Linked DNA regions of Arachis hypogaea: region 1 is linked to region 2. Evidence: chromatin contacts called from public Hi-C data. All regions are on one chromosome and are shown on one strand. Each heading gives the region's core, a stretch centred on a gene start, on an enhancer-like site or on the middle of the called end of the contact. The rest is flanking DNA. Distances are from core to core; before and after follow the strand shown.

Region 1 (4,527 bases), core at 1,409-3,908, 45 kb before region 2:
TATAAAAATTTCTTGGTGTTCAAATGAGGAGCTCGGCCCCAATACTCTTGGAATAGAGCAACTACCCTCTCCTCAACCTCATCCAAGTCGTCCAACTCATACCTAATAACTACAGGGACCTCCTCCCAATATAAAGGAAAAAGGGGCTCATCCTTCTCATCAAGGAAGAAAGGTCGAACATCCTCAACAGAGCAGAGTTTAAAAAAGTAATTTTTGAAGTCATGAAAGGAATCATATGACAAAGACCTTCCTTTCTTGAACAGCTCAAAAAGAGATCTAGCCTTGTTTCTTTGGAACTAAAAGGCTTTGTAAGAACAAAAAGGTAAAAGAAAACTTTAACAGAGGGAAGTACATCAAGAGCATAACACAAAAGTTGATAAATTTTCAAGAAACCTCAAGAGGTGGATGAAGTTGGAAAAGGGCGACATTACAAAGCTTGAGGACCTCGGACTCAAAATCAGAAAAAGGAATGCTAACTCCTAGTTTCATAAAAAAGACAATCGTATATGTAGATAAAGTGACGTTTCAACCTATCTAATCGGGAAAAACAAACTCTCTCTTCAAGGTCAACCACTACAATCTCATAGTTTCTCTCATCCTCCCGACTTAAGCATAGCCTATAATGTCTATGAAAAGTCTCAGTATACTATTTATCAATAACAGGGACAGGAGTAAGCATAGATATATCTACCTAAGTCAGATCGAAAAGTACTTTAGAGGACATATTGTAAATTACTGAATGAGATATCAAATACTATACCTACAATATAACAAACAAGGAAAAATCGTCATAACAAGTCGGACAGTTAGGTATAATAAAGTATCCACAAACTCATATTAAGTCAAGTCAACGTGAGCAATACCAAAAAACGTTATAGCTTTTAAAATTCCCATAAACACAACCAAACCACTACATTTTTAGATATAGAAATGGTGCCACTTAATCTATTGAAAATGGCATCATTTGGGGACAGTCCAACACAAAAATTGCTCACATTTTCAAGCAGCAAATAACAAAGTTCAAGATAAAAAAAAAGATGTAACATTTCAGACAAACAGTATCCTAAAAATGCCACCATTACATACACAAGGGTCATCGATAAGGAAAAAGAATGCTATCCAGAATGCCAGAACATGGAAAAGAAATTTAAAGAATAGATAAAAGACCAACTTTAAAGGATTACGAAAAGAAAAAGGAGCACAATAGCAGCAAGCCACGTACGATCCAAACACCTTCGTTGAATAAGAAGAGACTCCCAATAACTCAAGATGGAGAAATCTTGAAGAAGTTTGTGAAGAAAAACAAAGAAATTCCGAGGAAAGAAAAGAGAGTAGTAAACATTTCTAGGAAGCCAAAAAGAGGAAAGAGAAATGAGTTTGAAGATTTATAAAACACTCTGGGCAAAAAAGTCATTTCACGTCCCCTCTTTAATGACGTGTACGATTCTCAAAGTAACCACAAAAGTAACATGTGTAGTACCATAAAGACACGCAACATTTCAAAATTTTTTAAAAACACATCGAGTATCCGACCTACCAAAGGCGGTATACCCGACGTGGGAGACTAAAACTATAAATGCTCGAGCCCGACCTTATAAAAGTCCTGGCTCAAGTAGGGGCACTGTTCATACCCTGCCCCAAAATAAAGCTAAGCCCAAAAAGGATAAAGGCCCATGCAAGAGATCATGCATCCTCTACACCTACCCGACCTCATAGAGGCCGGGCGCAATGACAGTAGTGCAGCCCTACTTATCAAAATAAGTAACTAACTCCTAAGATATCTCCTATTTATCTAAAAGGGAGATCTCAACAACTTTTCTAGAAAAAGGAAACAATTATCTACCATCAAAGTTGAAACTACACTAAAAGGTGATTATCTATTCTAATATAAATACACTGACACCCTCAAGTATATTCAGAGCCCAATCTACTAAAAAATCTACTTAAAACCCTTGCTAATTTAAGTATCAGAGTTCCTTGCAAGTACCACTGACACCCTCAAGTAGCTACCTCCTCGTGAGAAACTCGGACGGTGGCACCTCGACAACAAGAAAGTCGGACGCTGCCCCTAAAAGAGTTTAGACCTCACGTTCAGGCCAAAAAATAACCCAATTTCAGATAATCCTATATATATATATATATATGAAAAACTTTTCTTAAATAGTTTACGAATGAAATTAATTTAATTGTGTTTTCAAAAAAAATTATAAAATATAACTAATATAATTATCTCAATCAAACAAAATATTTTAGAAATGAAAGAGGATTTAATTATAGTATTTAAATAATTTTCTTATATATAAAATACAGTGAAATTTAACAATACCTTATCTAAATACACTCTTAATTAAATTAATTACCTCACATTTAAATTTTATCTAAAAATGTAAAACTTTGATTTATTATTTTAATTAAATTTTACTAATTGATTAGAAGTATTTAAATAACATTGTTTTGAGGAAATGCAGAAATTAAGTTTTATTAACGGAAATCTTTATGCTTTTTTCCTTTTCGGAATAAAAAGGTCTTAAAATACTTTTCAATACCATATCTTTAGTTTTAATTTAACAGCTGTTGTTTCATATAAGGAGGAAAAAGGAAGCCAATAGGAGACACCTTATTTCTTATTCCCCGGCCCTTTGGTCTAGAACCTAGTTAGCTAAGGTGTAGCTAAGGTGTCCACATGTTCTTTAAGTATACGTATTGATATTCCACTAATCATAATAATGTTATAAAAAATACTAGTTGTCATTAAAAATCAATTATTATATATATATATATATATATATAGATAATAGAAAACTTTATTTGATAACTAATTTTTTATATGGGTTGGTGTGCATGAATATTATAGGACTGGATTTTTTATACTTTGGAAAGTAACCTTTTAGTGTATTGCTATATTTAATTTGTTTTGGAGAAATCGAATAGATTAGAGAGATCAGATATCTACCTGATGAGCTTTGTGCATGATTCTGACGGAACTTTTTTATTTAAATTAAATAAATATAAAATTTACAAAAATAGATAAAATAGAGAGAAATTACTTAAATATACAACATATCATATTTTAAATATTAAAAGGATAAATTAATTATAAGCGTATTTTGAGTATTGAGATCTCGAATTATGATGTAAAAAAATGGCTGACATATTTTGAGTACATCTAGAATACGTATCATGTATAGAAACGGATATTGAGCATTCGAGATACGTTTAAACATTGATTAGGATTTTAGTATCCGAGATACGCTCAAACGCAAAAAAATAGGTCACAACATTTGAAATATAGTTAGAGACCTATATAAATTAGTTACAACCGAGATTTTCATTTATTTAAAGAATTTTTAAGAATTTTGTAACTTTGTAACATCTTAAATTCGAGTTCCTGAAATATAGATAGCCTTTGATAATATGTTCACGATGGAGACATCAACTGATGTAATGCGACTTGGCACATAGCTGAAGTTTTGAATTTTGAGGTTAGGTTTTTTATTCCTCTTTTATTTTTAATAAATAATTAGTTTATGTATTTAAGCTTTATTAATTTAGTTAATGTATTAGGTATTTTGATTTTGTTAGTTAGAAAGCTCTATTAGGTAAGTATAATAAATTTTAATATTTTTAGAAATAATTTTAAGTTAACTTAAATAAATATAATAGTTAAACGTAAAATTAATATATTAGTTAAATTAAATAAATATATTATTCAAATAATACCGTTGTTAGATCATTTTTTTTTTGTTAAAATCTATAGTTGAATTGATATGATCTAGAATACTACATGTTAGATTAGAATAATGCAACATAAATAATTTATTTTGTAAATCTTGTTTCATGTTCCTTGTTTCATTAATAATGTGAATAATAGTAATGAATATTAATATTGTATGAAATATGATATTTTATTAATGATATTTATTTACTAGTTTATAATATTTAATAATTATTAAACATAATTAATAATTTAAACGAGATTAATTTGCAAGAGTAAATATTGTAACTATTGTTGAGATCTCGATTGTTGTTGCCATGCCGTCTGACCTTGGGCCTTTCCCTGTCGGACATCCTATTGTCTTATCTCAGGGATGTAGGATTTGGATATGTAGTAGAATTGAGTGATTTTATATTTGACAATTTCTTGATTTCTGTATTTATCGAGCGATTGAGGCTTGAGACCTACAACTTCCATTTTCTATGGGGTGAGGTCAGCATTACGCTTCAAAGATGTTGCTTACCTTCTTGGTCTGCGCATTGAGGGTGGGTCGATTGGGAGTTGTACTAGAGACTTCCAACAGTACCATAGACACCCCACGTGAGAATGGTTGAGGATTTACTTGACGACGGGCCGCAACCATAGCTAGAAAATACGAAGCAGGTTTTCGGTTTGAGGATGACCTGGCTGAGAAATAGGGTTATACACATTCTAGCTGGGACAGATCTGGATACACTCTGTAAGTATGTCAGGTGCTACTTAATAATGTTTATCAAAGGATTTTTTTTCATGGACAAGTCAACTACACATGT
Region 2 (4,455 bases), core at 1,136-3,635:
GGATCGGAGACTTGCGAGTCAAGGTGGTCGCCGGATTATCTGACTGGAGCAATGTGGAGTGGTACCTGCAAAGACACTCCGATGCTCAAGTCAGAATGGATCTAAGAGGTATGAGGTGAGTGGAATGAGTGACGTACCTGAGGGGGACTAGGACCCCTTTATATAGGTGATGACAATTATTTTATTTTATCTTGTTTGGCTAAGATAAAGAAGTATTTGAATTTGAATGTTGGTTAGAAATTGTAGAGGGCCGGTTTTAGGCCTTCTAGAATGGCGAAGTGGGCTGAATCTGGGTAACCGGGTTTAGGGACCGGATCAGGCGACGGATCCGGGGATTGGATCCGTAACAGTTGCCCCCGCAGCGGGAGAGCGAGTGAGGTCGATCTTTGTCACTGGAGGACATGGCTTCGCCGTTTGTGGCTATATTGGTCGTTTGTTGGAATGGGTTTCGAACTCGAGAGGTCGTTTTAACGAGTTCCCTAATGTCGGAGCGAGCAATTCTTCGGTCGTTGCCCTTGGACTCTGTGTTAGCTGTTGGTCTGGGCTTTACGCATTCTTGCGGCTGTTGTATTTCTCGAGGTGCGTTGACAGTTGCATTTTTTCAGAGAGAAAATTTATTATAAAAGAACGTTCGGACTGCTTTCCTTTTTTGCCCCTCCTTCCCTTGTTGATCCTAGGGGGTATTTTCGATTTTTTCTAAAATTAAATTAAAATTAAAATACTAAAATTAAAATATAGCTATATTATATATTATATTTATATATTACTAACTAATTTAATAACTAAAATGTGTCACATGACACTCTCTTATTAAAATTTAGAGAAAATATTTTTTCTAAAATTAGTAAACATACTTCTTATATTTTCTTATCTACCTCTCTTTTTTTTTATTTCTCTCCATCCTTCCCACTCTATATATAATTTATAATTCATATTTTATATTAGTAATCAAAATGTGTCACCAGATATTTTCATTATAATTAAAATAAAAAATTTTCTTAACTTCTAAAATTAACAAATTTCCTCTCTCATTCTTCTTCTTTATCTTTCTCTCTCTTTTCTCTCATTCTCTATTTTTCTCTACCTTTATATTTTATAAAAAATAAAATTAACAACATAATATAATTTAAATAAAAAATATTATTATATACATATTTTTTATTTAATTTTAAATTTTTACTATTTATCTTTTTAATATATATTTTCACTTCTTTTCTTTTAAATATTTATTACATATAATTTAATAAAATTACTAATACTGTGATTAAAAGTTAGAATCAAGATTCAATTATTTTAAAAAAAATGAGTTAATTTTATAACTATCAATATAAATTTTTTTATGTTAATATCTAATTATATATATATATATATAGAAAAATATTATTTTTAAATAGCAAGCATAAAAATTAATTATTTCTATTTGTACAACAAACTTAATACCTAATCAAATATAAAAATATACACGTTAAATTCTTTTAAATTTTAGATAACGGATGTTAAAATTAAGTAAAAAAATTAAACTCTTTCGTTTGAAAATAATAACTAAAAAATTTATTATTTAATTTTGTTTAAAACTCTGGTCTTTTTAGCCGACGGAGACTTTTATCCCTTACGACTATTTTATAAAAATAATTTAATACTATACATTTTTCGTATCATAATCTATAATACCTAGATCTACGTAATTTTAAAAGATTTATATTTCCGTAATAGTATTACGGGTAAAAATACTAGTAAGAACCTAAATTTAAGTACACCTATATCTTTCTTAGTAGTTTAACATCAATAATTTTAGGTAAAAATTCTAAAATTCCAACAAATTTTAATTAAGGTTCTTAAAACATACATGGATTAACTAGAAAAGAGCTGGAATCACCAGCGTAGTATGTAATTAAACACAACCGTCAGGAAGAAATTAAGCAGCATGTTGTAGTAAAGTATTATTACCTAAACTAAGGTAGTAGTTATTATTAGTTCACAAAACACGTATACTTCTAAATTCTAATCTACTCTTAATCAAACTTTAATACAATGTAATTTTTTTTTGTCACGGTATTTTTTAATCTGATAAATTAAAACTTAATTCATCGCGAATCTAAATTCTATTTAAAAATCTGTCACTGATTAATGAATTATTGCATATATAAGACAAAATTCGAACCACTGACACTTATCTAAGAGCTTATTACTTGACAAACTTATATTGGTTTAATACAAGGTGATTAAGTGAGAGAGAACTCGACCTGGCTTAACCGTAAGGATATACATAACCGCCGTGTTAATTTTTCTCATTTGACTTACGTACCATGCATCACAAACAAAACAAGTAATAATAATTAATAAATATATTATCTATTATATATCTGGCACCCTGTAAAGTAAAGAGCGGGGAACAGCAAAAGCAATGGTTTCCTGTGGATTTAAAAAAAAAAAAAAAGAAGAAAAATCCATTTTCTATGATTGGATGATTATGTTCTGTTTTCATGGACAGGGAGAGAGAGAGAGAGTGGAAGCAACATTACATTATATATATAAATATATAATCCATATATGATTCATTTGATACTTTGATTGTTTGATGAGGCATAACCTGAGGGTTTTGAAGAGGAAGAAAAAACTGTGAGAGTCTCAAGGTAATTGTTGCCTCACAGCAACTACTATAACAACAACAACAAGGGTTAAGAATATTATTTCTTAGTACCATTTTTTTGAGCTCTTAAAATGCACATGCTTATCTGGTTTATGTTTTTTAAATAAAGTTTGTTCCTTTTTTACCTTACAATGCAAATTTACAAAGTTATTTATTTAGCCTTTTCTTTTGAAGTGATTAATGATTGTATGATTGAATGATTTTGACTTCACAGTTGAAGAGATTCCTCAGAGTTCATATTTTCAAGTTTCAACTCTTCATCTTTATTAATGACAGGCCTTAATTAACTCATAGTGATTAGCTTAATTATCAGCTAATTATCTTTATTGTTTCTAAGTCCTGTGAAAATGTGTATTGGCTTTGGTCTTTGCCCAATGTATGGATTAGCTTGTTTTCTGCATTAGGATATCTTTGATACCAGAAAGTAGCTTTTGATCCTTATCATGTTCCTTCTCTTATGCTCGTTCTTCTCCTCAAACTTATCTGTTTGGTGGCTTCTTAAGTTCCCTAATCCTTGCTACTTTGAATTAAATGTTTTATATTGCTTTTTCGGTTTTTCCGGAAGGTTGGTCAACTTGTTGCGTATTAAAATACTTGCATCGATTTTTCATAAACAAAGTCTTAAAAATTGTCATTGTTTACCAACATTAGAGTTCATATATATTTTGTTTCCCCTTTCTTCATAGATTTTATTATGAAATACAATCACCCTTGGCCTGTTCTTCCATGTAATTGCTGATGTGTGCTGTAAAGTGTAAATTGGCTCCTTTCTGATTTTAATATGGCCATAATGATTAGACTCACATATTTAATTTTCCTTTCTTGGAATATTAATCTATTTCTACACAGAAAAAGCAAAAGAGTTGGTGAAGTTGCAACTGTATTGAATGATGAACAAATTGAATCTGTGTAGAAGAAAAGACTAATCATTGTGCTATCATGGTGTGTGAGAAGGAGAGGGAGTGCATTGAGGACATGGAAATTGAAATCCTGCCTTCAATGTGGCCTGAAGATATTGGAAGTGAAGTTGGAAAGCAGTTCAATATCGAAAAGCCTGGAAGGGAGCAGGATATGTTAGAGGATGTTACAATCATAGAGGAGCCAACTATAGCCGATTTCAAGCGCCTCATGGAGCTTACAAATTTCACTGAAAAAGGGTCTTCTCAGTTGGCATACCTCATGAAACATTGGGAGTACAAGCAGGCAAATGCGGTGCGCCTTCTGAGGGAAGAGCTCGACAACCTTAGCAAACAAAGGCAGGATGTTGAGCTAAGGAAGCTGGAGATATTGGAGGAGCACCGGTTCGAGGAAGAAAGATATGGAGGCGACAAAAGGCCGGTGTCTATATTGGAGGATGTTTATGACATATGGCAGGACATGCCGCGAAGGAAGAACAAGGTTGTGCTTCAGAACAAGAGAATTGAAATAGATGCTGCTGAGTATGATACTGTTAAGTATTGGAAACAAAGGGCCTTGCGTTTGGAGAAATTGCTTGAGGCAAGCATCCAGAGAGAGCAGATACTCCAAGACAAGTTGCTTGAAAGGATCAACAACATTGAGAGGCAATCCTCACCTGTAGAAGAACTCTCCCAGATTCTCAAAAGAGCAGATAATTTCTTGCATTTCATCCTCCAGAATGCACCTGTTGTTATTGGCCATCAGGTATTAAAATCTATGGTTTGAGGCACTGCTTCATGAGTTTTTCTGTGCTCTATGTATTCTTAATAGTTTGTTTTAGACTTATCAAGGGCTAATTCTTTTATGTATGTTTTTTTTCTTCAGGACAAGGAATTGCGATACCGGTT

Evidence for each region. A called contact is a pair of places that touch in the nucleus more often than the background predicts.
Region 1: a contact with region 2 is called in a Hi-C map of leaf, with 1.7 times the contacts expected there. The contact joins the enhancer-like site here to the promoter of LOC112784339 in region 2. A contact is called at or near these places in 2 of 8 Hi-C or Micro-C datasets (both in leaf).

The regions. Positions count from the first base shown.
Region 1 is chr20:118,666,987-118,671,513 of arahy.Tifrunner.gnm2.J5K5, reverse strand. No RefSeq gene overlaps it. Among protein-coding and RNA genes, the nearest start is that of LOC112782962, 22 kb to the left of the region's middle. Within about 2 kb of position 2,658, at least 1 of the 3 cell types and tissues checked has open chromatin away from gene starts, as enhancers often do.
Region 2 is chr20:118,622,111-118,626,565 of arahy.Tifrunner.gnm2.J5K5, reverse strand. LOC112784339 (histidine kinase 5) reads left to right here and starts at 2,385. Exons shown (of 13, transcript XM_025827498.3): 1 at 2,385-2,633; 2 at 3,500-4,312; 3 at 4,433-4,455. The coding sequence starts at 3,590.